Linked DNA regions of Mus musculus: all the other regions are linked to region 2. A link is a contact called in public Hi-C data. All regions are on one chromosome and are shown on one strand. Each heading gives the region's core, a stretch centred on a gene start, on an enhancer-like site or on the middle of the called end of the contact. The rest is flanking DNA. Distances are from core to core; before and after follow the strand shown. Region 1 has its middle 67 kb from the start of Gm19956. Region 2 overlaps E330013P04Rik (RIKEN cDNA E330013P04 gene). Region 3 has its middle 9.9 kb from the start of Emx2. Region 4 overlaps Gm33756 (a long non-coding RNA gene). Region 5 has its middle 24 kb from the start of Gm19956.

Region 1 (5,305 bases), core at 1,202-3,701, 570 kb after region 2:
GTGAAGCCTGAAGCTAAATTAAGCACCCCCAAATCCTGTTCTTGCCTCAGAGGCTCTTGCCAGCCCTGGTCTCATGCTCCCTGATCCTCTGCAGGATTGCTATTGAGAGGCCTTGAAAATCCTCCCTAACATGTAACTGTTGGCTTGGGGACTGGATGGAGGGTCTGAATAGTGCCTACCAGGAAGATGAGGTAGATAGACTCACTCCACCTGTCTGCTGTATCTCTAAGCTCATTTACCCCTGAATCATTTTGTCATGCTGATACTAAGCACAAGGTATACAGTAGTGTCCACAGCAAGGCCTCTGCCCACACAGAAATTATACTCACAAGCGAGAAACAGAGAGTAAGCAAATACGCAGAAGATACTAACAAGATGGTGGAGCATCAGAAAGAGATGCATTCTATAAAAAGTCTGGACTGTGTCTCCACTGTGGATATTTTAAATTGAAAAGAGGAGCAGGATGAACAAACAGCCACAGACATTTTCCAAGCAGTGAAGAGGATGGGGGAATGGGGGAATTTCAAAGCATGAGTCAGCACTGGCCATGGGGTGATGGGGGAATTTCAACGCATGAGTCAGCACTGGCCATGTCAAGATGCTATGAACAGCAATCCCAAATCTTTATGTTGTAAGATAATGAAAACTTGTTTCTCACTCTCACTACAAACCTAGTGGGGGTGAGCAAGGCAGGAGGAGTGTTCCATTACTGCGTGCCATTCAACAATGTGTTTTTTTTTTAATTTTAGTGTGTGTGTAAGGGGGGTGTAAGTGTCAGAGGACAATCTCCAGTGCCATCCTGATCTTCCACCTTGTTTGAGGCAGACTTCCCTATGATTCTGACTCTCGTGCTTCCACCTTGGCACTGCAGGCAGTTCTTCCTGTATGCTAGGAATCCAATGTCGACTTCTCCCCGGCGCTCTGCAAGTGCTTTGCCCACGGACCCCATCGCTTCCACTCAACTTCAGTCTCCTGATGGGTATTCTGTACACAACAGTCTTCAACCACAAGGATAAACAAACAGCCACCCGCTTCTGGGGTTGGAGGGTTCCTGAACATCAGGTCTCCACAGCGACGTAAAATGAACAAAGAAAGAGACGTGCACACTCTCTTGTAGTCCCTCCACTCCGTCCCATGCTCCATGTTTGCTGAGGGCCCACTCTTACCAGGAAGAGGTTTTCTTAACTGTTGCATCTGGTGATAGGTGGCGTCAATCATGCCTTTCCTGCTCTGGACAAAGGAACAACGGCTTCCGTGTGCCTGTTCCTTGTGGTCTTCAGGTAAACACAAAATCTTCTCCATCCTGGAGCTGCCATTTCCCACCCATGTTCTAGGGCAGTTGGAGGCTGCCAGTCTGCCTATTTCAAGCTTTCTCTGCCTGTCAAATCCACATACCTCATCAGAGGCTCAGCCCTTCTCCCCTCCTGCAGATGTACTTGGGGCTATTTTGGGAAGATTTTGCTACAACAGCCTCTGAGTGCTAATTAATGTGACTTTGGAGAGAATTTTCCATTAGTAGGCAAGAAAAAAAAAAGCAGAAAGATAAATCACCTTGAAGTCTAATGAGCAGTGCTGGCCCCCCAGCCCAACAACATCCAATCGGCTAAAGTGTAACTTTCTCCAGTGTCCAAGTTCACAGCTAAAGTTGCTTCTTATGATACGCTTGTTTGGTGCAGATTTTGAATACGTACAACACTCGGATACTGAGCTGGAGCATGTTGAGAATACAGTCAGGAAAATATGTCAGGGACAGAGAAATCGAATTTCAAAAGACAGCACAAATAATAAAACTTGGCTTAGGATTTGTGGAAAATCAGAGAGGGCTGCCTGGAAGAGAACAGGTCATGTGGTATGTCCGTAAAATTCAACATGGATCCAAAGTCTGACATGGGCAACTCATAAGTTGTGTGACCAAGGTAAGTCACTTAACTTCTCTGAGCCTCCCTTTCTTCACTGGAAAATCCAGTGTGGGAGGGAAGCTCTTGTAGAATGGGTGGGTGTTGTGATAACTGAATTTATACTGATAGACTCCAAGGTCTGCTGCATAGTAACTGCTCATTAAAAGTTAGCTATTAAACAGCTGCTCTCTGCCAAATGAGGAAAATAGTGGAGCTCATTTTCCCGGTAGGGTAGAAAACATTTAGGGAGATGATATAGCCAAGATCTTGACCCAGATCCGGTACACACTAGATGAGACTGAAAGTGCCCTTGGTCACAACGATGAGAAGGAAGAGAGGAAAGGGGGACCAGAGGAAAGCTATGTCAGCTCCTCCCTCCTGCCCAGCTCTCCCAGGGGTCTGAGTCCATCCTTTGGCACTATGCCCTGGGCTGCTAAGTGTCTGCTCCAGCTTCCCAGCCGCACATCCGCCAGAAGCGGGCGGTGCTGACTTTTCCCGTGCTGTCTCTGTTCTCAATCAAATGTGCCACTTTTCTGCCTCGTTTCACACATTGTGAGAGACATCCGCATTCTGGTCTCTCAGTGTCCCCAGGTCAGCTCCTCCTGACCGGTCATGTGCCCACTGATGCGGCTGAAGTCCATTATCTTCCAGATTAATTGTTGGCCTAAGGATCAACTGCCCCGCCCACGCCTCCGCCCCACCCCCGCCTCGCCCCGCCCCTTGGAGCCAGTCAGGCTCTGCGGGGTCATGGTGACTCTGAGGGAGCTCTTCGGTGAATTCTGAAAAGCATATAACCTCCTGTGAGCACCCTGGGGTGACACAGATGAGACACCCCTGAGGTGAAGCGAGACACATGGGCTTCTGAAGAAGTTTGAGTTCTTTTCCAAATCCATCTAGTAAAATCATTGCTCCCCTGTCTCACTTGTTGGTTTTTTTTTTAAGGGGGCTGTTAATGAAATGCACAGAAAAGTAAAAACATGTCATGCAAATTAGACACCTTTGGGGATTTTTAAAAACTTGTTTGAAGGGCTAATTAAGAAGCTATTAAAATAATTAATAATAATCTGCTTTTCCCAAATTCCTTTCAGTTGGGAAGTGTAAGTGACTCCATTTTATTCTGCTTTTTAAAGCTCAGAGGTGTCAGGTCACTGGTTTCTGTCTTCTGAGTAGCGGGTCCCTCATTTCCCTGGAAATATTTTTCTAAACTTTTGGTGGTGTCATTTTCCAGGGGAATCCCATTAATGTTCTTCCTGGACGGTGTTTTCCTTCTCTCTGGGCCATTCCCGAAGTAGCAACGTGGTCAACTCGGAGCAGAGTAACTCCGAAAGCGCCCTGGGAGAAAACTGTTCTGAGCTACAGGAAATTAAAAAATTCCTGCAATACCGACCCACTGCTCAAAGTCAGTCTGTGGTGTCCCAGCGCCACTCCACTCTGAAGTCAGTCCAGAAAGAGTTCTGAAGAGTCGTTTCCAGGCTTATAAAGGGTCACATCACGTATTGAAGCCATATTGGCTTCTGTGTTTTGTAAACTTCGAACTCATTACTAAACCCTTGTCTCTTCCACCCCCGGGCCTGACTCCCACCTCCATCAATCTGAGCCTGAAAACACATCATGAGAAATGCTGAAAAGCACTGTACACGTGGCGATGTGATAAAGCACGGATCACTTTGAGCCGGAGTTTTCCAGCGATTTCCAAGATGCACAGGAAGATGAGCCACACTGTCCCCTTTCTAGATCTAGGCTGGTCCCCAACATTTCTAGGAAACAACTAGGATTGTTTCCTCCGTGCTCCTGCTCCCTGTCTTTGGCATAAGCCACAGGCCATGTCTGAATCCAAAAACGCCAAATTCTTCCACCTGTGAAGGCCAGGATGGGGAGCTCTCAGGGTGACATTCTCCCTGATAGGGACTTCATGTGGGCTCTCCAAGTTCCCACGCAAAGATGCTGGCATCTTCCTGGGTTCCCAGGTGAGAGCAGAATGAAGGTGTGGCCCCCTGAAACTGTCACATGATGAGTTACATCATAACAAGTAGAGTAACTGCTAAGGGATCCTGTGTCATTCTCCAAGAGCACGGAGCAACAGAGAGTGGGGTGTCTGGGCAACCTCCCTCTACTGTCACTGGTCTACACTGAGCTCCTCCGGTGCCGGTGCCGGTGCCGGTGCCAGTAGCTTTCATACTTGCAACTCCTTCTCTAGGTGGGTGGTGATGAGCTCCAACATAAAGGGAGAGCGGGTGCTCTGGAGGCAAGGTAGCTTAGGCTTACTGCCCAGCTCTGCCATATCCTACCTGAGTAGTCATAGCAATCGCTTGACCTCTCTGATCTGGATTTCTCTTATGTGAAAGCAGAGTTCGTGCCATCCCCTTTCTGGAGGCCCACTGGAAATGGGCAGAACCTTTAACATATGGTTCTGGTAGCTCAGGCTACACCGTGAGAGGCAGGGAGGTGAACTGAGAGGGCTGCTGGGAATAACTGCAGAGTGGTGCCCCAAACTCTGGATCCAGGGACAGAATAGATCTGTTCTTTATCACCCAGCCCAACACCTCTTAATGAAATGTAAATGAGGGCTCTCACTAGCCTGGCTTTCTCTCAGTGGGGAGAGAAAGTGTGAGTAGAACAGCCAAGGTGGCCTTGGTCTAGGTTGAGGAGAAAGCACCTAGTCTTTCTCCTCTGGGTGTGGCCTGCTGAGGGGATAGGGGCATGCGTCTCTTTAAAGAGGAGTGCAGCCCTGTTTAGGAACTCACATCCCTCTGAGCATCCTGCAAGACAATGAAATTCCTCAGGGCTGAAATTCCTGGAGATGCAAGAAGAGACACATTCCGAGCTTTGGAATCTGGAGGGCCGGACTCCTTCCTGTCTCCCTTGAGCAAAGAGGTGAAGCTTGTGGAAGGCAGCTGTCCTGACCAGGAAGTTGTCTCTGGGGCCTGCCAGCACAGGCATATTAAGTCCTAGAAGCCAGCTGGCTCTGACCTTCTAACCCCAGGGCTTGAGCGGCAGAATCACAATTTTCCCTCCATCAGACAGAGCTTCCTGTATGTTTACATGAGGCCAAGCTTCTGAAGTCACTACTGAGCCAGATCACCATGGCTCAGTCATCCCCGGGACCAGAGTGAGCTTCCTCAGAGACATTTCAGAAAGGCCCAAATGAAAGCTTATAAGTTGTACCCAGGTGGGGTAAAGCAAGTGTGTAGCAGTCTCCAGCTCAGAGGAGCACAAGGGAGGGTCTGATGTAGAAACCAGGGAGAAAATCTTGGGGAAAAGCCCCCTGGAGTTGATCAAGTCAGCCAATCAATTAATTATGTAGTTCATAGTCAAAGTCTGCCTTCCATTCAACTCAGTCAATCAGCGAGCAGCGCTGAGGACCCATCGTTCATCAAACAAAATATGAGATGGTCTGTCAACTAAAA
Region 2 (5,795 bases), core at 1,615-4,114:
TTCCCCTCTTCCCCCTCCCCCTCCTCCTCCTTCTTCTCTTCCTCCTCCTCCTCCTCCTCCTCCTCCTCCTCCTCCTCCTCCTCCTCCTCCTCCTCCTCCTCCTCCTTCTTCTTCTTCTTCTTCTTCTTCTTCTTTCTTCTTCTTGACTTTTAAATTATATATTTATTAATTCTCAGAGACATGAACATTCAACATATTTTAAAATTATGTCTAGCCCCAACTCTTCCAGGTCCATCCCCACCCTCCCACACTCCATGTTCTGTGGGATCTTTCTTAATGGGTGATATTGAAGGCGTTCAAAGCAGCAACTAAGACTATTTAATGCAGTTTCCTAGGAAATCCACACCCAACTACCAATGAAAGCCATCATTAAAGGTGCACATGTACACCTTTATGTATACATAAAATAGTGACTCTATATAACTTTTATCATCAAACTTCATACCGTTAGTGTATGCACTTCAATTCATAATATAGAACTTTTCCCCTGTCTCCTTTGGTCCAAAGCTCATGAAAGAATCTTGAGAGATTTTTCAGGCCTTTAATTTTATCTTTTAAAAAAAATGTTTCTTTTGATAGGAAAAAAAAGTGCTAAGCTCTTTTTTTTTATTTTTTTATTTTTTCAACAAAAAAAGGAACATCAATTCCAACTTAACTTCATCTCTTCTGGCTGTCAGCCCTGATCCCAGCAGCATTACCCTCAGCCCTCCCAGTATCCCAGTTATTTTAAGGAGTTGCTCCCAGTGGCTATATTCTTCAGGATGGAGAGGATTCTTGGCTTTCATTAGGGAGTCTACCCTCTTTAATTTAAGCTAAGTGGTGGGAGTGGTGGTGGTAGTGCGGCCAGATTAACTGGGGAACACTTTGAACCATGGAAAAGATTTTTTTTTATGTGCATGTACTATTCTGACACCCATGGATGTTCTGTAATTAAAGCTGGGCTGGGCCTGGAAAGGGCCTTAAGAAACAGGATTAAATCAATTGGTTGTGATTGAATATCTATTATTTGCTGACAAAGCTGTATCACGAGGCTATGGGAAGCAATTTTCCCCTCTAAGTATTTTCAGCATCTTCTTATACCCTCTTGTATCATCTAGACCTTATTCTTTATACTCTGTACAACAGGAAAAACATTCCTGAAAACTAAAGGAGGACTAGTTCAGACAGTCTCTATACCACATTCTCTGCATAGAACTAGACAGTCTGATTCGAAAGGACTTTCCCAACCCCTGGTACGAAGTGAACACTGACCCCAGAGGGATTAGGGTTGCAGCTGAAGCACACTTAGTCTGTGTGATCATTTTAGATCTCTTCCTCCTAGTACTTCCCAATAAGTAACATTTTAATACTAGGTGAAAATACATCCCTTCCATTGTTAACTATAAATACTGCATGTGGGTGCTTGGCACACAGAAGACATTCAATGACAAAAATCAATGTTTTCTGCATGGGTGTGCACATGTTCATTTATTGCAGCATAAGACATCCTATTCTGTTAGCCATCTACAGATTCCAAAGGGATACATTCCTTTCAATGACCTCATACCAATTCTAGTGCAGAGCAAAGTTTCAGAAGAGAGAAGTCACTCTTGATTTCTAGCAGTACCTTTCAGAAGTCTATTATGGGATGCTAATATCATTCAGGGATAGCATAGGTAATAGGCAAAGTGAAGTACAGTTGTGTGTGTGTGTGTAAACATTTTATTTGGGGGACTTCATTAAGTAAGGAACGCTTAGTATACAACTAAAAGTTGTCAACTAAAAAAGACGACGAAAAGTACTAATTAGATTCTGACTTTATTTTAACTTTCACATTTTTATTTCTACCAGAATTCATTTTGGTTATATCATATGTTAATTGACCTACATGTTAACCCATAGGGACTTGTTGTATATCTAGCTATATTCTAGGTTCTAGAATTTATGGATACTCTTGGGGATCTTGGCAGTGGTTCACAAATGCATTCAACTCAAAAGAGACGGGAAGAGATATTCTGGGATACAGACCCAGGTTCCCTGTGGGCAGAGGACATACAGGACAGGCTGTCCCGCTGGCTGGAATTGCTTTGGACCTCATTTGGTTTTGTTCTGACTGGGTCAGGACCCTTAGAGAGTGGTCAGGCCTCTGGTGGCAAGAGGAGATGGAGGAATATAAGTCTTGCAGAGATGGACAGTAATGGTATACGGGGATGTCCTTGGACCCCATCAACTTGGTGGCATTTGACATGGTCAACATTCCGTTGGCATGGGAGAAATATTAGAACCAACATTTGGGGAGCACAGCAAGTAATACTGGGTAGCACTACATAGCTTGAAACAGAGGAACACATAATAGCTAGATAGGAAGGTGATGATCAAACCTTTGTGAGGGGTGTGTGCGGATAGGTGATCAAAGAGTTTGGAGGCCTCAAAAATGCAGGGTCCACGATATTTCCAGGACATATGAATGGAGATAAGTCTCTGTGTTATCTCTAGCCTCCCTCCCCTTTATTATCTTGTCAGGGTGGACAGCTGTGGACTGCTGGGATATTCCACTTAATTTCCAGGTCCCAGAATGTGTGATGTTATTGTGTGCCGTGGGGTCTTTTTACATTTGCTATTTTTCAACCTTCGGTTCTCTTTCCCCATGCTTTGTGATTTTTTTTTTTAATTTATCTTTGTGAATATTTTACCGTGCTTGTTTGGTCAGTTGCGACCTCACTTCCTGGTGGGCCCCACTCTCCTCTCCATCCATCTCAATAGATGTTTTTCACCTTGATAACCTTCATCGTTTGAGCGGCTGGAGGGCAGAGCATGAGCGTATACAACTGTATAAGAATGCTTGTAGAGCGCCTGGATGAAAGGAGGAAATGAAAGTCGCACTCATTTTTGGCCGAGTGCAGTTAGTATCTTGTTAACTGTTCAGGTCACCAAGAGGAGTCGCTGTTTCGTACCATGTAAGCTGCTTGGGTCGCCAGGAGGGGTCGCTATTGAAGCTTCCTGTAAAGGCGAGCATTTTTCTGTCGGATTTTTCTTTTTTAAAAAAGAGATACATGCAAAGGTCTAACTTCATTTACTTCCCCTTTTCTTTCTCCATTCTCTCCAATCGCTTTGGAATGAGTAAGAGACTAATAAAGTCCAGAAGGCAAACCAGAGCGTCTTGACTTTATAGTGAAATGCTTTGGGCCCAGGGTTCTCCAGAAGTCATAAATGGAAGCTCCCCTCCCCCCCCACCACCCCCCGCCCCACCAAGCATGAACACCTTGTGGGATGTCACAAATGAGCTGCAGAACTTGTTGTCTCGGTCCTGCGGCTTATTTTAGACCAGAGCGCCTATTTTGGCAAGCAATGGCTTATAAAAGAAGTTTTGGAAACGCTAGTGATTACCATCCAACGCCCTAGAGCAGAGTTGTTGAGGCATGAGAACAACAGCAACAAAAATACCCCAAACAATAAAAATCCTTACATGGACATTTCATGTAATCGGGCTCGGTATTCATTTGGCTTCCTTGGCAAAATGAAAAAAAAAAAAAGAGCCCAGATGAGAGACATCTTTTGTGCTAACCACAACAAGACTGGAAGACACACCACGTGTTTAAAAGACAAATAATTATAAAAGAGTTTACATAAGTATAGGAAGGGTACCAAATGCCTCCAGTCCCGTCCTTTAAAATGGCTTTTAAAACAACAACAAAACAAACAAAACAAAACAAAAACCTCGAATTCAGGGACATTTTTTTGTACCCCAGTAATAAATTAACATTTCAAAAGTACTTTTACCTGCTGAGATGGTTCGTTCTGCTAATATGGGTAACGCTGTGGACTCGAATAATTAGTGTAAATTGCCTTTGAATAACACCGAGCTGGGAACAACTTTAACTCGTGAAAGCTTTAATGCCTCTTGCTGGACAGGATGAAGAGTCCTTAATGGGGCCTGGAAAAACAACTAATACCTACAAATCAAAGAAGAAAAGCCGTTCTTGATGCATGTGTGTGAGAGTGTGAGGTTTAAACTAAATTGTTAGCACTTCCTCCCTGCTGAGGGTCACGGATTAGCGAGGCTGGGAGACTCTTTGAGAATCTTTCACACTGACCAGGGGAGGCAGGGGGCTCCAAACACAAGTGTTTTCTTAACCCTAATCCCTACCTCCTTGACCAGGACAGCTCTGCATTTCCCTCTAATTAGGTGAGGAATTAGAAGGTGGATAAATGCGCTCAGGGAAGAGGGTAAAGTGATTGCTTCATTCTGGACCATGATAGCAATTTCTGGCTACTCAGTTCTTTCCAAGATAATAACTTTTCTTTAAAAAAAAAAAAAACCAAAAAACACCAAACAAAACAAAAGACAAAAGAAACACACACACACACACACACACACACACACACACACACACACACACAAACCCCACCCTATTCCAGCAAACTTCATGTGTATGTATAGGCAATGCTGATTATCTTTGGGCAAGTTTGGGTCAGCATCTTGACAAATGATTTTCCTCTCTTTCATCAGAGTTTCATCCTGTTGAGAAACTTCTAGAGCAGTTTCTCATCCGAACCAAGTATGATAATTATTTGTGCAATCTGAACTAAATCTAATAACCTAACCTAAAAAAAAAAATGTATTCGCATTCAAATGATCCTTTCAGTGAATGGGGAGGACTTGACGCTTAGTAGCTAAGATAAAAACCATTTTGATGAATTTCTCTGCATATGAATGCATTCTACTGAGTGTGCCTATTTTTTTTTTAAAGAGATCTTGTAGATATTCTTAGTGGAATTGTAATTTTAAATTCCAAATTGTATAAAGCAATTATTGAATAGTTTCAAACTGATGCGTTGCGAGCAGCTGTTAGTGGCCATGAACTCACCAGGGTTACCTAGATGCTGAAGGTAGTTTCTATATGAAAATTCCCGACAGGTCTCTGAGAGAGAAGACTTTTATTTATTTCCTTTTGTGTGTAGACAGTAGATGCTATGGTTGCGTCTGAGTTTTCTTCTGAGTTTTACCCCTTCACATTTTACTCACCTGTTACAAGACTTACGTGTCCTAAACACACAATGAAAAGAACTCTGGGAGAGAGAAACACCATAGCAGTAAAGAACAAGGCAGAATGTCCTTCCACCTCCTGCCCAAGGGCATCTGAAAGGCCACAGCTTCGTCCTCTCATTCTTTCAGAAGGCTGCAGTTGCAGAGAGGAAGAATCTGACTGTGAGCATTTGGAATATTGTGTTTTAGTTTCTGGACTGTCTCTGGAGATTATGAATATAAATGGGCCAGAGCAAAACAGAAGCAAACATGGGGACCGTGGCTGAGGGTTCAGTCTTTAAGCTCAATTCTGGAGTTAGACTCATCTGGAGTAGACATGGTCATTGGCTGGTTGGGAAGGTACATTTTGTTTACTTATAAACATATTTTTCTCTGAGCTGGAGTCTTCCCTCCCCTGGCTTACAAATGTAATGCCTTCTGCACATGGCCCAGTGGTGTTGTACAAGACAGATCATACTATGTGAGCCAGGATGCTGTAGCCTCCTTGATCTTACCATCTTTACTTCCTACAATGCGGAAGATCTAAAGCAGTGCTAGTTAGTAGTTTGACTTAGATGACCTCTATAGTTATCCATCTCTGTCACTGATTGGCAGGAGGTGACAGAGTGCCCTGCTGCCTGCCACTCCCTTCCCAGGTTAACCAGATTAAGGCAGGCACCTTGGAGGCTCATGTACATTTAAAACTACTCGTTTGAGCCTTCTATTCCTTTTGCGTGTGTGTGTGTGTGTGTGTGTGTGTGTGTGTTGTTTGTTTGTTTGTTTTGTTTTG
Region 3 (5,310 bases), core at 538-3,037, 690 kb after region 2:
CAAGGCCGGGGCGCTGAGGGAAGCCCCTCTCCTCCGTATGGAGCAGCCATAAGGGCCTGCACTCTGCAGCAGCAGCAGCAGCAGCGGTGGCTGGCGGCGTTTGTTCTCAAATAGCTCCCACAGATCAGAGAGGCCCCCCGGGGCGTCCGTCCTGGGCTGCAGAGAAACAGAATAAGGGACCAGAGTGCACAGGGCCCGGGGGACAGTCGCTGGTTGCGACTGTGAGTTACCTTCCACCTTTAGGCTGAGGTCCCATCCCTGGTCCCTGGCCTTGGCATCCCCAGTCATGTAGTCTCCCACCCCAGGGGCCAGGGTGGTAAAGGGGGAGAGGAAAAGCAATTACAACAGAGAGAGAGGGAGAGACAGAGACGGAGAGAGAGACAGAGACGGAGAGAGACAGCAGACAGAGCGACAGAGAGACAAAGACAGACACAGAGACAGAGAGACACATACAGACAGAGAGACACAGGAAGAGAGAGAGAGAGAGAGAGAGAGAGAGAGAGAGAGAGAGAGAGAGAGAGAGAGAGAGAGAGAGCACAAATAAATGGCCAAGGAACTGGTCAGTATCCTGCACGAGGCCTCACTTGATGCACTAGTGACCAGAACACAGCCGTTGGCCTGAATACTTAATTACCCCCAAGTGAAAATTCCCCATCTAATTTGATATTTGGTTCTTTGCAGATGCTATAGCCTTCGTAAATAATATACAAAGTAAGAAACCTAATCCCGCCTGCTAGAATGTTTAATTCATCATTATGCGAGCTAATTGGAAGGTGATTATATGGTAATTGCTCATTAGTGGTGTATATTTATCGCTGTACCTTATGTCAAGGCCATGGGAATTGTGTAGAGTCTGTTCTCTCATTTCAAGGATCAGTTTCAGAAGCAGGAGTGAAGCAAGCAAGATCAAGTTCTTCCTGACGTCAGGGTCCAGTCGGGGCTATGGAGACCCAAGCTATATATAGGACCTGGAGGTAGCTGAGGCCAGGAGCCGCCCAAAGTCCTATATATAGGTTCAGTCGCCACGATCTGGGAGATTGCTGACAACCAGTCCACAGCAAGGCAAAGCTGGTCCTTCTGGCTCAATTTCCAAAAGCGACCCCAATCCCCTGCCTAGGCACTGCTGGGGCCCCTCAGGTGCGTCTTGGTCCTTGGGTGTATTCTGAGAAGCCCCATACTGTCTCTAGGGCTCCTCTGATGAGTATGCAAAGCGACAGTAAAGGTGGAGTTGGGGGAGGGGCGCGGGGGAGGAGATGTCAGGGGGTAGAAAAGCTCAGGTTTGGTTTGGAAATTAAGCGTGGGATGGATCTAGGTGGGTTGACTTGGAGATGGATAAGGAATTTGGGATGACAAAGGTCTCCTTTTCCTCCCCCTCCCTGGGGTGTGGGACCATCCCCACCTTGGTCATCTGTGCCAAAATTTCTCTCCAGTTAGCCTTTCAGTAAAGTAGGATGCGGGCTCCATGACCGGACAGTGTGAGCTGGCACCTAGAAAAGGAGTGCAAAGTCTCTGGGGTGAGTGGCAAGCCAGGGAGAAGGAACTGTAAGCATAAAGAAAGGCAGGATGTGAGCCCTTCCCAGTCCCACCAGCTGCAGCTGGGTTAGAAACTTGGGAGAGGCTGGGCAGCAGGTCTGAGGCCTCTAGGGTGTGAGAGGGCAGCTTGGTCTGCAGGGGAACCAGGAAGGAACAAAAGGGGGCCATGGCCACAGGACTAGGCCCTGACTCTTGGGGACTAGCCTCCAGGAGCGCATTTTTGCACGTGGTTGTGATCTTTGGCGCGCTCTGGCGCCCCCTCAGAGGAGCGCGTTGGCTTTTGCCCTTATAGAGACCTCAGCCCCGGGCACAGGCACCGGTCCCCAGCCTGCAGCAGGCACCCCGACTTGCAGCCTCGGGCCCTCCCAAGCTCCCCTGCTGGGCAACAGGCTCTAATGAACAAAAGGCCAATTAGAGGCTGGGGCGCGGCTGATGAATGGACCTTTCGCTTTCAAGCGTGGCACTGCTTCGGGTTTCCTGGCGCACAGGATCGCGCCTGGAGAAGTTGCCTCCCGGAGCCGGGTCACGGCTGGGGTCAGAGGGTTCTCAAAACTCCAACTTCCCCCTCGCTACGGGGCTGGTTGGGGAAAATAAATCAGGAGGCTAAGGCACAGACTGTTTCCGGGCTCCGCATCCCGGCGTGGTGGCCTAGTACTATAAGGCAATCCTCGACCTCGCCCGCGGCTGCTCCGAGGCAGCACTCAAATAAATCAAGTGCTGATTGCAGAAATAATAGAGTTCGGCCTAGAAAAAGATGCGCAGTTACAAAAACTGTCTGTTGTTTACCGAACTCCAGAAGCTGGTGGTGCACTTCGAGAATAACACCCCAACACAAGCCTCCACTCTTCTCATGCGTAGACCCCAAGATACAAAAATGCAACATTAAATGCTGGACATGGATGTTCATTAAGGGAATTCCCCCCAACCCAAACAGGAAGAAGAGTCCCCACAAATCACAAACACCATACCATCCTCTAAAACGCAAACAAACGATATCCACAGATATCTTATACAACCAGACCTGGTGCACAAATCTAATAAGCTGTATGTTCACACCTTATTAGGCGCTTCATTCTCAGCCCTATGACTGCAAGTTCTTGTCCTGACGCAAAACAATACAGAGCCACGAGGGAAGCTGGACATCTTGCCACAATCTATGCAGGGAACTCTAACTTCCTCAGCTTTTGCGTAAAGTAAACAATCAGCACGGATACAAACAAACTTGAGTCCTAGGTGAGAACGCTCAACTGAGTTTCCATAATCCACAAACACAGCTGTAGGGTGGACCGAGACACATACCTATTACAAACGTACTATCACAGACCTCCAGCCTAACCGACCCATATACTGACTTACAACTGCCCACTTGTGGGCAGCCCAGTCTGGCCCCCATCTTACCACCACAGAACAGGGCACAGAGCCAAGCCTCCGAACCTTCAGAATCCCTCCCCAACCCGCCAGTGTGTCCAGGACTTTGTTTCCTGAGACTCGAGGCCGGACGGGGAGGAGCCCAAGTTTCCCAAACCACGCTCAGGCCGGGGGGGGGGGGGGGGGGGGCTTTCAAGTCGGATCGGCCTGGCTTGCCTCTGTAGCTGCCACAATCCGCCCCTATTACAAAAGTGGCCCGGCAGGTTCCGGGCCTCGGCCAACGTGCCCGCTCCGGCTCGGTTCGGCTGCCAGAAGCAGAGTTCCAGGGAGCTGGAACTCCACACATCCAGAATGTTAGCTAGGAACGGTGACTCCCGGAAATCCAAGGTTTCTGCCAGAACCAGATGGTTTTAGTTGCTTCGGGAAGTTATGTGTTCGAAGGGAGAAATACTCAGCTCAGGTGTATATCGCAGGAGAATGTAGTCCTGGCCCGCTTCCACTTGACCCTATTAGGAAAAAGGAAACTGAAAACCTGGGATGACTGAACATTCTTTGGCACAGGGGGGGACACACTGGTGGGGCGGGGCAAATATGTCAATTTACAGCCTGCAAGTCACAGGCAAGACAAGGGACAACCAGCATGCAGTTAGTTGGCTGTGCTCTGGAAGTAAAGCTCAGCCCTGCCCACTAGGCACATAGAGAGCCCTGCCCAGAGCATCCAGGCCTGGCACCTACGGAACACGAGTGGGAACTCAGCTTCCACTGGCCACAGCCAAGCTCCAGTGCACAGCAAAGGGGACTGGACGCGAAGCACATGCGCCCCCGCTCACCCTGACCCAGCCCTACGCCCAGATAGGCATCGTGGGATGGCATCTCGCAAATATTTATATTCTTCAGCGCCACGGCAGCCCGCGCCCACATTAGACGCTCTAATCCTGCCACTTTAAATAGATGAATTAATAAAGCAAACGAGCGGCTAATAAGCTGACTGTCCTGCCTTTTTGAGGCGGGGGGAAGGACTCGAAAGTGCGCCAAATTTGTTTGCAGTGGATCAAGGCGAGCCGCCTCTGCTTCACTTTCTTTATCTTAATTCCGACTTGAAAAGATATAATTATCTAGTTTGAACAGAGCGGCTATCAAATCCTTCTTTGGGCCGGGAAGGGGGGCGTTGGAGTGGATTGCGGCTCTCTGAGCCGCTCGGTGCAGCCGGAGATAGCGCGTAATGAAGATGTGGAGGCCCGAGATACAAAGGGCATTAACCTCATTAGCATGAAACCTTTTCTTCCTACCATTGTGGGACCCTTTCAGCCGCCTAATCCCCCCTATTTTCAAAGCTTGGTTTGTAATAAAGCTTTTAGGTTTTTTTTTTTTCCCCCTCAAAGCTAATAGTATTCTCTGATGATTTTATTGCTGTCACACTGCATAGGACATTTAGAAAAAAAACTCTTCACCACTCCCCTTTCTCGTACTTAAATTTAAGTTTATGGTTACTGCAGAAAGCTTTTTTCCAAGATGGTACTTTTTTAAATAAAAGGGTCAGTCTCAGTTGTAAGGAGACTATACTCTACTCTATATCCAAACCATTCCAGGTTTGGGAGGGTGGGATGCATGAAGAAAGTAACCTGCTCTTAGCAAAAGGGAGAACAGTCAGTGATGGACCATCCCACTGTGGAAGCAGCCCAAGCCCCACGCATCTTTGTGGAATTCCCGAGTTGCACCTGTCCCTGTGGAAGGCAAGCCCGGATCTTCCTGAAACCTCTCTACTACCGGTACCCACAATACAAACTCCAGAGGAACGGCCTTTGTGAGCTCAAAGTATGAGCAGCCAGGTCTGCCCAGGGACCAAGACCAAGGGGAGAAGGGTGATAAACAGAGATACAGGGGCAAGAAGAAAAAAAAAATAAGAGGGAGAGAAACAGAGAATGAATTCTCCTTTAGAGGAGGGGAGGAAAAACAGAAAGAAAAGATTCCATAGTGCCCTAAAGTCCCCACACGTGCACGGAATGTCTAATCTTAACTTTTCAAGGCAGGATGTTAACAAAGCTTGTATTTTTGCCCCTGCATTGTAACTTGGCCTTATCACAGTGTAAAGGGTGGGGGAGATTGTCCTAAATTATGTCCAGGCAGCCCCCCTGGATCCGTGGATTAAGAGATTAAAGGAGACCACTGGGCAAGGCCTCCTCTTTTCCCTTCATATTCCTGGTATGATAATTGCTTAAACTGATTTGCACTTTCACAAAAGCTCACAGGACGCTTTGTAGCTCGAACAGAACAGACGAGGTTTCTCTATCAATGGAAATAAAACTGATTAATGCAGCCTATCGGGATAGGAAGCAAATGAAGCATGCAAAAAACAACCTCATACCCTCGGCAGGGGGAGGACAGGGAAAGAGCGAAGTTTTCTTTGAG
Region 4 (5,158 bases), core at 319-2,818, 760 kb after region 2:
AGAAAGGAGAGTCCCTAGATCAGAGCCAAGTTGGTGACATTTCATCAGTGCGGAGCGAAACCTGGAGTCTACATTTGTCTAGAATGAGTCTGAAGCAGGTATTCTTCAAGGGCTGAGCAACAGTCACGGACCTCTTTCCTAAGTACCAGCCATGAGTCAGAAACCGAATGGTGGTTTTGAGTGAGCCACACCTTCTGTGGTAGATGGTATCTTTACCCTTATCATGTCCTGCTTGTGGACTGAATACATTTTTCTGTCTCTACCACTGGGCTCAGCCTTCAGGCTTGTTCTAACCAATGGTAATAATAAGTAATAATGTAATAAAAATTAGTGGTAGTAATAAGTAGTAAGGTAACCTAAGGGCTTGAAACTTGCTTCAGCAGTCGCTGGCCTTGGGCTCTTCTGTGTCTTGTCATTACTGTGAGAAGTGTCCTGGAGGCAGTTGCTGCCACATTGTCCAGAACCTGGGTTAAACTCAACAAGTGCACTTGAGCCCACCAGACCTTCAGCTTGAAGCGACACACAGCCTGGCCAAGATTCAGAAACACTCAAAATGCCATTCATTACTGTTCACCACTGAGACAGGACAATCAGTTGTTACACAGCCATTTCCTCACCAACATAGTTAAAGCATCACCACTCGGACAGTCAGGCTCTCAATCTCCCACCTGACAGCTGTAGGTTCTGAGGTTTACACACTGACCTGCATAGTGAAATTAGTAAGTAGCATAGTTGGGATCTAAGTCTTGCACACTCTGGAACTAGTATCCTAAGTATGGGCTTTACTGCTGCTCCAGGAAACCCCCACAGTGATGCACACACATGTGTCATGTAGATTTGGATGTGACATCACAACTGACCCCTTCTCGGATGTACAGACTCAACCTGCCCTGTCATGTCCTTGCCTTTGGGGCTGGGAACTTTCAGTCCGTATTTAACAATATTGTAGCAGCTTTTACTGTGTTACAATTAGCAGCAGCTTTTACTATGTTACAATTAGATAAAAATCAAGAGTGAACTTCAATCGTAAAAACACTGGTGCATGCTGGGAAAGGGGGAAAGGAAGTGAAAGAAGCAGACTGTGTTTCAGAAGCAAAAATCCCAAAGAGAAAAGGATGTGCTTGGGTTTTTTTTGTTGTTGTTGTTGTTGTTTTTTGTTTGTTTGTTTTTGTTTTTTGCTGCAAGGGGCTGACACGGTGTCCTGACTCCAGCAAGAGGTTGAGGGTGGGCACTTAGATTCCCTGGGCAGTGAGCAGTGATGTGCACATCTGTGCACACATGTGCACCCCTCTGCACTAATCCAAGGGAATCAGGCAAGTCCAAGGCTCCCTGAGGTTTTTCTCCCCAGCTTCCCACTCACTGGACTTCTTATCCTTTCTCCAGCCTGGGACAGGAACATGAGGTGAGCTGGCAGCGGGGGACAGCCAGCAGGAAGGGATGTTCCATGTCCTTGATGCCCCAGACAGCAGGAGGGACTGCCCCCAAGTGGAATTACTTATCCCGACTATGCTCAGTTGGGCAGGAGAGCCACTAACTTAGATAGATAAAGGGCTGAAGTACTGAGTGGCACTTAGTGATGGGTCACAGCTAGGGAAACTGGGGGAGGTTGAGGTTCTGTGGAGGCCATGTATGGGGGAAAGAGCAGCCAGGGAAAAGGAATTTGGGTTGAACTATTTTGGATCCGGGCCTGGACTCTTCTCTGTTCATGAACTAAAGCTAGGAGGGCCTTGAATTCTTTTTGTTTCTTTCCTTTTTTAAAAAAAAAACTTTTTCTTCTCCAAGCTTCAGGCTGAGCTCCCTGGGGAGTCCCGGGGGAACAGGACATCCCACACCCTTAGGGCATTAGGCTTTCTCAGGTGTCTGCAGGAATCTGCTTCTCACACCATAAGTGCTTCAAAGGAAAGACAAGGAAGATTAAGGACAAGCGTGGCTCGCCCGACCTCAGCCTGCTGCCTCTTCTGTGCCAGTTTTGCCCAGGGTGGGTCGCCTCTCCCAGATCAGGCAGCTGGGTCACAGCTTTGCTATGTGTTTGTTTCTGAGCAGCCTGACTTCAGCGGGTGACTAAGCTTGGAAGCTGTAAAGCTTGGTAATAAACCTGTCAGTGGGGCTGTGGGCTACGCCAGGATGCTGACCCTAGGTGTCTTCTTCAGGGGGCTGAATCCCTGGGTCCCACTCTTCCCAAGCAGCTCTGTCTGGAGTGCGCTGCCAGTCAGGTGCCTCACAGGGTCTTCCTGTGGAGCTGCAGCTCTTCTAGGTCAGAGAAGAGCCAGTCTGTTCTTTGACTCTGTCCTTTTGTCACAGAGAGCTGACAGAGCCGGTCTCCACTGTTACTAATCAACATGGCCTTGGGCACCTGAACTACACCTGAGCTTAGAGCCTGAAAGGTGAGGACAATGATTCTAAGGGACAAAAGGACACAGTGAGCATTTCCTGGTGGAGAGGGTGGACCCAGACCAAGCCCGACAAATGAATGGAGCACAAGCAAATACCGGGAATGGGAGAGATTTTTCTCAGTTCACTGCCCTTCTCCCTCCCCTTCTTCTCTCCTCCCCTTTCTCCTCACCAGCAGCTCTCCCTTTTTCTTCTCTCTCCCCCTCTTCCTCCGTCTTCCTCCCCTTCCTTCCCTCTTTTACACATCCCCTCCCTCCCTCAATCCACCCCCTCCGTCTCAAGTCTCCCCCTTCTTCCTCTACCCTCTCTCACTCCTCCTTCTGTGCTCTTCAAACACCTGGATCCAGAGATAACTCCAGGTCTGCCTCTGCTGTATCAAGCCAGGCTTCCCTGTCCTCAGGGGGAAAGAGTAGTGACCCAGGGTGACTGAGAGGGGAAAGGTCCAGCTACTGACACAGTGCTGTTTACAAGTGCTGTTTTTGTTCTGATGAGCCTTCCCTCTGAGGTTAAAGCTGCCTTGATTTCCAGGCAGGCTCCAGGATCCAGACATAAGACGTTCTGGTAGTCTCAGAGTGAGGAAAGGGGAGTCTTAGTCCAGCTGAGGAGGGAGGGCAGGAAGATGGATCTGGCCTGGAGTCCTCAGCCTGCTGAGCAATGCTCTGTCCAGGAGTACTCAAAGTGTTTGCTAAAAACTCAAATTCCAGGCCAGGCAAGGGAACCGTCATGGACACCCAAGACAGGATCTGGGGGTGGGGGTGGGGGTGGGTGGTACATTTGGCCATCCCTGTGTGTCCTGCTTGCCCCTTACCACCTAGCTCCAAGAAGAAAGCCGAAGCAGAGACCACTTCACAAAAACAAGCCAATCCCAGACTGGAAGAAGTGACTGTATTTCATGGTTCTTCACCCATAACCCTCCTACTCCTTCCTTCTGTTGGGTGGGCCTGAAGCAAAGTGTTCAAAGCCTGAGGTGGGTGAAGGGTAGAGATGTTTGCAGCTCAGTGTCAGAACTCAGGGTCAAGGAGAGGCCCGTGGCTCTTACCAGATCATCTGCATACAATAAGCACATAAATCAGTCTCCACCAATCCTGCCCTGGTCCACCCATTGCTGGAGGCCAATCTGAGCTTCAAGCAAGGCTAGGGTGGGACAGAAAAATTGGGCACCTGGGTGACTGTGGTCCTGAAATTGCCTCCTATTCTGCTCAGGGAGACCTGTGTCCACAGATACAGCAAGACAGCCTCAGCTTCCATCTGACACCCAGAAGTGGAGGCCAATATTCCCAGCATAGTCTTCCACTGGTTCATAAAATAAGACTGCATGTGCCGGAGAGGTGGCTCAATGGTTAAGAGCACTGGCTGCTCTTGCAGTAGAACAGGGTTCAATTCCCGGCACCCACATGACAGCTCACAACTGTCTGTAACTCCAGTTCCAGGGAATCTGACACCCTCACTAGACATGCATGCAGGTAAAAACCTACACTGGGAACCAAGAGCTTTCTCTGAAACTGTCTTTTAGCTTCACGAGGAAGCCCCGGCCAGCTGCTCTGCCCCTATCCCTCCCATTCAATTTCCTGACTTCCTTTTTCCTCTTCCTTCATGATTCCAAACTTTTCCTCAAGGAATATGGAACTTTCGGCCTTACCCACAGACCCTGCTTTTGCTTTGGAAGTGGCTCCTGATTCTTGGGCTCCACAGAGGATGACATGTTTGTACCTGTTAGAATTAGAAGCTTATGGGAGGAAGTGGGTATGCAGATATTCTAGGTAGCAGACAGCTCAACCTTGTGGCTTGTAAAACCTGGGAAATTGCTCTTAGAGATGGCTCCTCAGGTGTAGCTAGGATCTTCACTTACGCACAGAAAAGAATTCCAGGAGCAGCCGACGTGAAGCCGAGTGGGAGTTTATTAGGTAAAAGAGAGTACACACTGGACAGATTCCAGTGTGGTCATTAGCAGATGCACTTAAATGTCTCAGTACACTAAAATGTTTGTGTAATACACTGTATTTAGTGACACTGTTCAAAGGATGCAATTTATAAGCAGGTTTAAAGTTTAAGCAAATAAAGTCTTAAATTTAAGTTTAAAAAGGAACTGGTTTGCTTTCTTTCCTTATCTTAAAGAATTTCCTTTACTGAAATTGAAATAAAACTGTAAGGTACCTTTTGGGGTGCCTTGTTCAGGGTTATGATTGAGAAAAGAATGCTGGTAAGATTAAAACTGAGGATCACTTGGTTTAAGATATGTGTATTGGCCTTAAGTGTGGTTCAGTAGCTGTTTTAATATTCTTGTTTGAAATGTTACTCCCAGAATGGCTAGAGGCAGAGCCTGGGCAACCCAAACAGGGCTCAGCCATGTATCTACCATGAACCAACTAAGTAAACAAGGAATCGTGAAAATCGAGTGTAAAGAGAGTTATTCAACAGGGCCATATGGGAAAGGAGGACAAAGAAGCCCTAGACACTTATACACGGGGGGGGGGGGGGGGTGAGGGAGGGGGAGGGAGAGAGAAGCATTTTAATTGCAAGATCTAAACAGAACCTCAAAAAAAAAATCAGAAGTTACCACCTAAGGAAAGGGAGAGGATGTCACTGGGAAACACCTGGAGCCTACCACTGTGACATCTCAGTCAAGACTGAAGACTTTAAATCTTCTGGATGCTTCTTTTAAAAGCACTTTTCCATACATTACTCAGACTTCAATATGGACTCTGCAAGAAACAACGAACTCTCACAAGCAAGCAAGGTGTTAGTATGCCACCAAAACCCTGAAAGC
Region 5 (5,096 bases), core at 1,074-3,573, 530 kb after region 2:
AATGGGTCTTATGGTAGGAGGTCTGAGACCTTGATGTCAGATGCTATGAGTGAGGCAGACCCTGCATACATTCTGTGGAGATGGATGGAACAAATAGGGGTTGGATTTTGACTAAGCTGTGCAGTACCAGGATCCTCCCAATATCCTCTTCAAGATGGCCTTTGTGATCACTTGGGCTTTCCAGTATGCAGATGAGTCCCTGTTATCAAGACTGTCAAGCAACTTATACTCAGCACATAGGTCTCATTCCTCTAATGTATGCAAAGAACTCGAAGGGACACAGGGAGGGCCTGGGCTTGCAGAGAACTCGCTGATGGAAGGTATGAAGAAGCAAAGGAATGAATGATGCCCACTAGAGAATTTCAAAGAGAATAACTGAAATTTGCAGGCACTTGGCATTTGCCAATCCCTTCCAGTTGCCTGGGCTCTCTTGGTCTTTACAAATCTACTATGGAGGGCTTGTTCCCTGACCCATAGAGATGAGGCTTGGTAAGATTAAATGATACACAGGTGTTCTTGAAAACATACGTGAAGACCAAGTGCAGGGAAGCTGAGCAGTAGGCTGACATGTTGATAAAAAAAAGTTCAGTTCAGTAACATGGTTATTGGATGTCGATATTCTATGAGACACATCTCTGATGTTTAATCACTAAGATCCTTAATGCATCAAAATGTTCAGAACATTAAAAGATTAATTAAATGTAAAGACAGACAAAAGCTTTGCTAAAAATAATTCCTCATACCAAATTCTGGTCTTCCTGACTGCCTTGAAGTGGCTACTATACAACAAAAGGAGCCCATTTTCATTTGGATGCAGTTTTTATCCAGAAGCAGCTTCAAAGAATGAATCCGAGGTGAGGGGAGCTTAGCTCTCAGTATAGCATATTCGTGTGTGTGTGTGTGTGTGTGTGTGTGTGTGCATGCGTGCATGTGTGCATGCGTGTGTATATATGTGTATTCGTGTATACATATGTATGCGTGTACTTGTGCATGTGTATTCACATGTGCATACATTTACATATGCAAGGATTCTGGGCTCTGAGAAAAGACGTCTAGGAAAAACACTAACTGACAACTGGCTGTATTTTTGACCCCTTTTCTTTCCAAATGTATTTCTTTATTTCCAAACATGTTCTGTGGTTTACTTTTCTGCTCAAAGACCAGAAAAAAATAACTCTATATTTGCCTTTAGCCTCCTGCAGTGTAAGGCTCATGAGTCTTTGTGAACAGAACTCCCAGGGTCACATTGTGAACTCAGAAAAAAAAAAAAAAAAAAAAAAAAAAACCACTGAACTTGACAATTTGTAACTCATCAACTTCATACAGTCAAGAGAATTACCTATGTAGGCATTCTGTTGCCGTGAGGCACAACAACTTGGGCAGTGCCCCATGGTGGGTCCTGTGGCCAAATCTTTGCACTATAGCCCAGGATATGAGGTAGGGAAACTGCTTCTGCCTGCTGGGCCAGCTTTTACTTACTTTGATCTGGTGTGTGTGTGTGTGTGTGTGTGTGTACACAAATGAGAGTGCACATGGTCACCCTCATGAGCATGCCAAAGGTCAACCTTGAATGTGTTCCTTAAATGTTCACCTTGTTTTTTGAGGCAGGGTTTCTCACTGGCCTCAAAGTTAGCAATTCTGTTAGACTGGCTTGGGGGATCTTCCTGTCTCCATGACCAGTGCTGGAACTACAAATGCATTGGTTGGTGGGTTGGTGGGTTGGCTGGCTGGCTGGCTGATTGGTCTGTTTGTTTTGTTTTAATGTGGGTCGTAGGGGAGTGCTTTAATCCTCCATCTGTCTTTCTAGCCTTGGAAAAGCATAGAAAACTTTTCAGTTGCCATTAAATTTTATCTGACCCTCAAGCTCCAGCTGGACAGCCCCAAGTCATCTTCTTCGCCAAGGAAAGGATATTGTCAGTACCCACCACTCCTTAGTCCTTGTATCTCACTGACACCAGTCCTATGACCCTGGACATGGCCCCTATGACTTGGGGAACCCCTAGATACTTTCCCCAGCTCACCAATTCAAATTCATCTCTAGAAACGGAGTAGGGGGTGGCAGAGGGATGAATCAACCCCTCTGCCTTTTTCTGGTTCTCTTCTGACTTTTTTTTCCCCTCCACTTAAAACAAACTTGGCATTTTAAGCAAGATACCAGCACATATTTATGGGAGTTTAATAACTTCTTCCATTAATAACATAGACAAACTAATTTACCCAAACGTGTCTGTTTTAAACTCTGGGAACAAAGAGTAGGAGGACGAAAATCAATCTTGCCTTTGTACTTGAGCCACTGACCCGTTAAAGCTTTGAAGATCATTCCTTTAAGAAATTGTCAGGAGTTATTTAACCACAAACAGCAGCTACCTTCCCATTCCAGCTGCGTAATCAAGCAGAATAAATTAGAGGTTTTTTTTTTTTAAGAGTTAACTCTATTTTTTTTCCCCTCTGTATAACTGAAAGTCCTTTACAACAAGTTGATAAATAGGCACCATTGCCAACAACAGCAAGCTCTCCTGGTGCTGAATCAAGGAGCCACATGAAAGCTGCCACAGACAGCCTTGCAACAAAGGCCCAGGTGGCACCTTTAAAGTAGTTCCTGTCACCAGGAGAAGCAAGCACAGCCTTGAGATTCAGGGACCCTTCACTGGGTAGCAAGTCTGGCCTAAGCCCTGAATACCCACTCTACCGAGGGACCCAACATTGAGAAAGTACAAGTCAGGCTGGCACGAGTGCCAGCACAAACAGTCCTTCCCAAATCTAGCCAGCATTCCTCCATACAAACTGTTCCAATCCACACTGATAAGAATCAGTCTCCGTGGGTCTTGAAAGAGTCAAAGGCCCTTCTTAATCAAACGATCAACTGTTCATTTTTAAAGCTTGGCTGGTTCAATTAAGACCACAGGCAGGAGACGGGCCGGTCATATTACCCTGGCCGGTCGCCGGTCCTGAAACCTACCCCTGACCAGCCCACTCCTGGGTCTGCCTGGAATGCCCTGGGCCCCAACCCAGTGAAATTCAACCCAGCCTTCAAGGCCGTATGCTGGACCTACCTTTTTGCAGAAGCTCTCTGGCTCCTCTTGGCAGTGACCATTACCCTTGCAACCCACAGCCATGCATTATGGTCCTTTATATAGGTCTCCAGCCCTAAGTTGTTCTTCGACTTCCTAAGCTTCTGAGGAAGGTGACCACAATGAACAGTGTCCATAGGAAAGACTCCATTGGCAGCCATGCCTTTTGTCCACTTCAGGGTTAGCCTGTTACCAGGCATCCCTCACTTTGTGCTGTGCTAGACAATTTCTGAGTCAGGTGCCTGGAATCTAGAATGTAATCCTTCCATTCTTCCAGAACAAAAATATCTCAGCCCCCTGGCCAATCTGCATCATAGCAAACACCAGGATGGTGTCAGGTGGACTAGCCACTCCAGCGGGTACCATCTCACCTGCACTGTACCTGCCACAGAAGCCTGCAAGTGGTACATACCTGTCACACAGCCCAGGGCTGCTCACAACCTGGACAGCCCAGGCAATAGATTTAACCCACAGAAACGAAGGATAGAATGTCTTCCAGTCAGACTAAGCACTTAGCCCCAAACTGAACTACAGCAATGCTTCAATGGGAGGCAGTTGTCTCCCCTCTGTCTTATATCCATCCCCGCCCACCCAGGCCCTACACAGTAGTCATAGTACACAGAAGAGCTCACCTATGTCCCCCACTTCTGTTCCCTCACCTGATTGCACCTAAATGAAAATACAGGGACCAAAGTGAGCCCATGAGCCCATAAGGTTTGACTGACATCAACTCAGTGGAAAGGGGTGGGAATAGCAGGATGACCCAGGAGCTCTATGGGAGTCATGGAAGGCAGTATCCTCATTGTTAGTCAGTGGGGGAAAGCTGTCCCTCCACACACACCTGAGCCTGGCCCTTTGTGTTAGCTCTAAGCACCCACTTCTTCAATGTGGAAACAGAGCACAGACACCCTTGTCCTCTGGCATCACCTTAGCATGGGCCGTCATCTCTCCGTCTGTCCTTGGCACCAGGCCACAGGGAACAGCACCTCCCTCACAGCCTCAGCCCCAGACCTCAGTTCTGATCCTGCATTCTGTTTATCCAGGGTAACAACTAGACAGACATGCTGGGTTTTTTTTTTCTATTTTGAGTCTACAGAGCTTACCACACAGACGGTGTCCTGGGCCCCCATCTGCTACTCATCTCCCTCATAGCTCCTGTCTCCAGACTGGATATATCCAGAACCCTGTGACATATCTGCCCCATCAAGGAACCAATCAATGACGCTTATCACCTCAGGTTTCAAATACAGCAACTCTCTAGCCTGTGTGATACTAGTCCACTTCTACAACCCAATTACTGACAGCAGGGCAGTTGACCTGGGGAGAAACATTGAAGGGAACCTGCATGGCAAGCATGTGGGGACAATCTCAAGGCAGAAGCCTCCAGAGGGAAGCTGTCCTCAGAGTGCCTTACCTCGTCACCGCCTCACTCTGCTGCCGCCGTGTTAGAACCCATTTAAAGCATTCAAGCATATAATCAAATTTCAGTAATGAGTTATTAATTAAGCAAGGGCAACCAATTCTCTGCTAACTGCCTCATAAACAATCGACAGGAGATTTGTGAATTTTGACTTCCTGACACTATTAAACAAATCAATATTAGGCTTCAGACACAGCGATTCAGACAGTTTTCTCTGTTATTCAGCTACCAGCTGTCTGGAATACTAATGAAAGAATTAAGAGCCGGGGATTCTGCAGGCGTTCCATCAAAAAGATCCTTATCTGTGGGGAATTGGGGCCTGATTTGCATGGAAGAAGACGTTGCTTTTGTAGGTACAATTTTTCTCAATATGTCACTGATAAGTATTTCTCATCAAAGTGCTGGGCAGTGGCCACCAGCTTCAGAAGAGCAGCCGGCGCCCTACTGGAGACGTCTCCGAACAAGGCAATTCATTTATTTATGTATTTTGGAGACTAGTTAATTTATAGCTAAGCTAACTCTTGGAAAACTTGAGGCTAATACAGCCAAGCTCCTTACTCAGCTTTTTAAAGCTCCTATGTGCGGGTATCAAAACACCCAACTCA

The links. A called contact is a pair of places that touch in the nucleus more often than the background predicts.
Region 1: a Hi-C map of uterus shows a contact between it and region 2, with 3 times the contacts expected there. The contact joins two enhancer-like sites. A contact is called at or near these places in 3 of 484 Hi-C or Micro-C datasets (embryonic stem cells, nephron progenitors and uterus) and 5 of 115 datasets of contacts at active chromatin or transcription factors (craniofacial prominence, embryonic basal ganglia, embryonic fibroblasts and 2 more).
Region 3: a contact with region 2 is called in a Hi-C map of uterus, with 3 times the contacts expected there. The contact joins two enhancer-like sites. A contact is called at or near these places in 1 of 39 promoter capture datasets (neutrophils), 1 of 15 datasets of contacts at CTCF or cohesin (embryonic stem cells), 25 of 484 Hi-C or Micro-C datasets (the C2C12 cell line, Sertoli cells, bladder smooth muscle and 15 more), 27 of 115 datasets of contacts at active chromatin or transcription factors (T-cell acute lymphoblastic leukemia, bone marrow-derived macrophages, craniofacial prominence and 17 more) and 5 of 9 other capture datasets (adipose tissue, embryonic stem cells, embryonic trunk and 2 more).
Region 4: a contact with region 2 is called in a Hi-C map of uterus, with 5 times the contacts expected there. The contact joins two enhancer-like sites. A contact is called at or near these places in 4 of 15 datasets of contacts at CTCF or cohesin (the NIH/3T3 cell line, embryonic stem cells, large pre-B cells and 1 more), 13 of 484 Hi-C or Micro-C datasets (the AML12 cell line, the Patski cell line, the STO cell line and 6 more), 6 of 115 datasets of contacts at active chromatin or transcription factors (embryonic basal ganglia, embryonic limb bud, fibro-adipogenic progenitors and 3 more) and 1 of 9 other capture datasets (embryonic stem cells).
Region 5: a contact with region 2 is called in a Hi-C map of uterus, with 2.1 times the contacts expected there. The contact joins two enhancer-like sites.

Annotation. Positions count from the first base shown.
Region 1 is chr19:59,585,462-59,590,766 of GRCm38.p6, reverse strand. No RefSeq gene overlaps it. Among named protein-coding and RNA genes, the nearest start is that of Gm19956, 67 kb to the left of the region's middle. Within about 2 kb of position 2,451, at least 51 of the 459 cell types and tissues checked have an H3K27ac peak or open chromatin away from gene starts, as enhancers often do. A contact at or near this core is called in uterus, where this site is marked.
Region 2 is chr19:60,158,245-60,164,039 of GRCm38.p6, reverse strand. E330013P04Rik (RIKEN cDNA E330013P04 gene) reads right to left here. Exons shown (of 5, transcript NR_026942.1): 4 at 3,760-3,932; 5 at 1,449-2,979. Among named protein-coding and RNA genes, the nearest start is that of E330013P04Rik, 16 kb to the right of the region's middle. Within about 2 kb of position 2,864, at least 26 of the 459 cell types and tissues checked have an H3K27ac peak or open chromatin away from gene starts, as enhancers often do. A contact at or near this core is called in uterus, where this site is marked.
Region 3 is chr19:59,465,953-59,471,262 of GRCm38.p6, reverse strand. No RefSeq gene overlaps it. Among named protein-coding and RNA genes, the nearest start is that of Emx2, 9.9 kb to the right of the region's middle. Within about 2 kb of position 1,787, at least 47 of the 459 cell types and tissues checked have an H3K27ac peak or open chromatin away from gene starts, as enhancers often do. A contact at or near this core is called in uterus, where this site is marked.
Region 4 is chr19:59,397,306-59,402,463 of GRCm38.p6, reverse strand. It overlaps Gm33756 (a long non-coding RNA gene), which reads right to left. Exons shown (of 4, transcript XR_386849.3): 4 at 4,873-5,158. Among named protein-coding and RNA genes, the nearest start is that of Gm33756, 10 kb to the right of the region's middle. Within about 2 kb of position 1,568, at least 57 of the 459 cell types and tissues checked have an H3K27ac peak or open chromatin away from gene starts, as enhancers often do. A contact at or near this core is called in uterus, where this site is marked.
Region 5 is chr19:59,628,153-59,633,248 of GRCm38.p6, reverse strand. No RefSeq gene overlaps it. Among named protein-coding and RNA genes, the nearest start is that of Gm19956, 24 kb to the left of the region's middle. Within about 2 kb of position 2,323, at least 7 of the 459 cell types and tissues checked have an H3K27ac peak or open chromatin away from gene starts, as enhancers often do. A contact at or near this core is called in uterus, where this site is marked.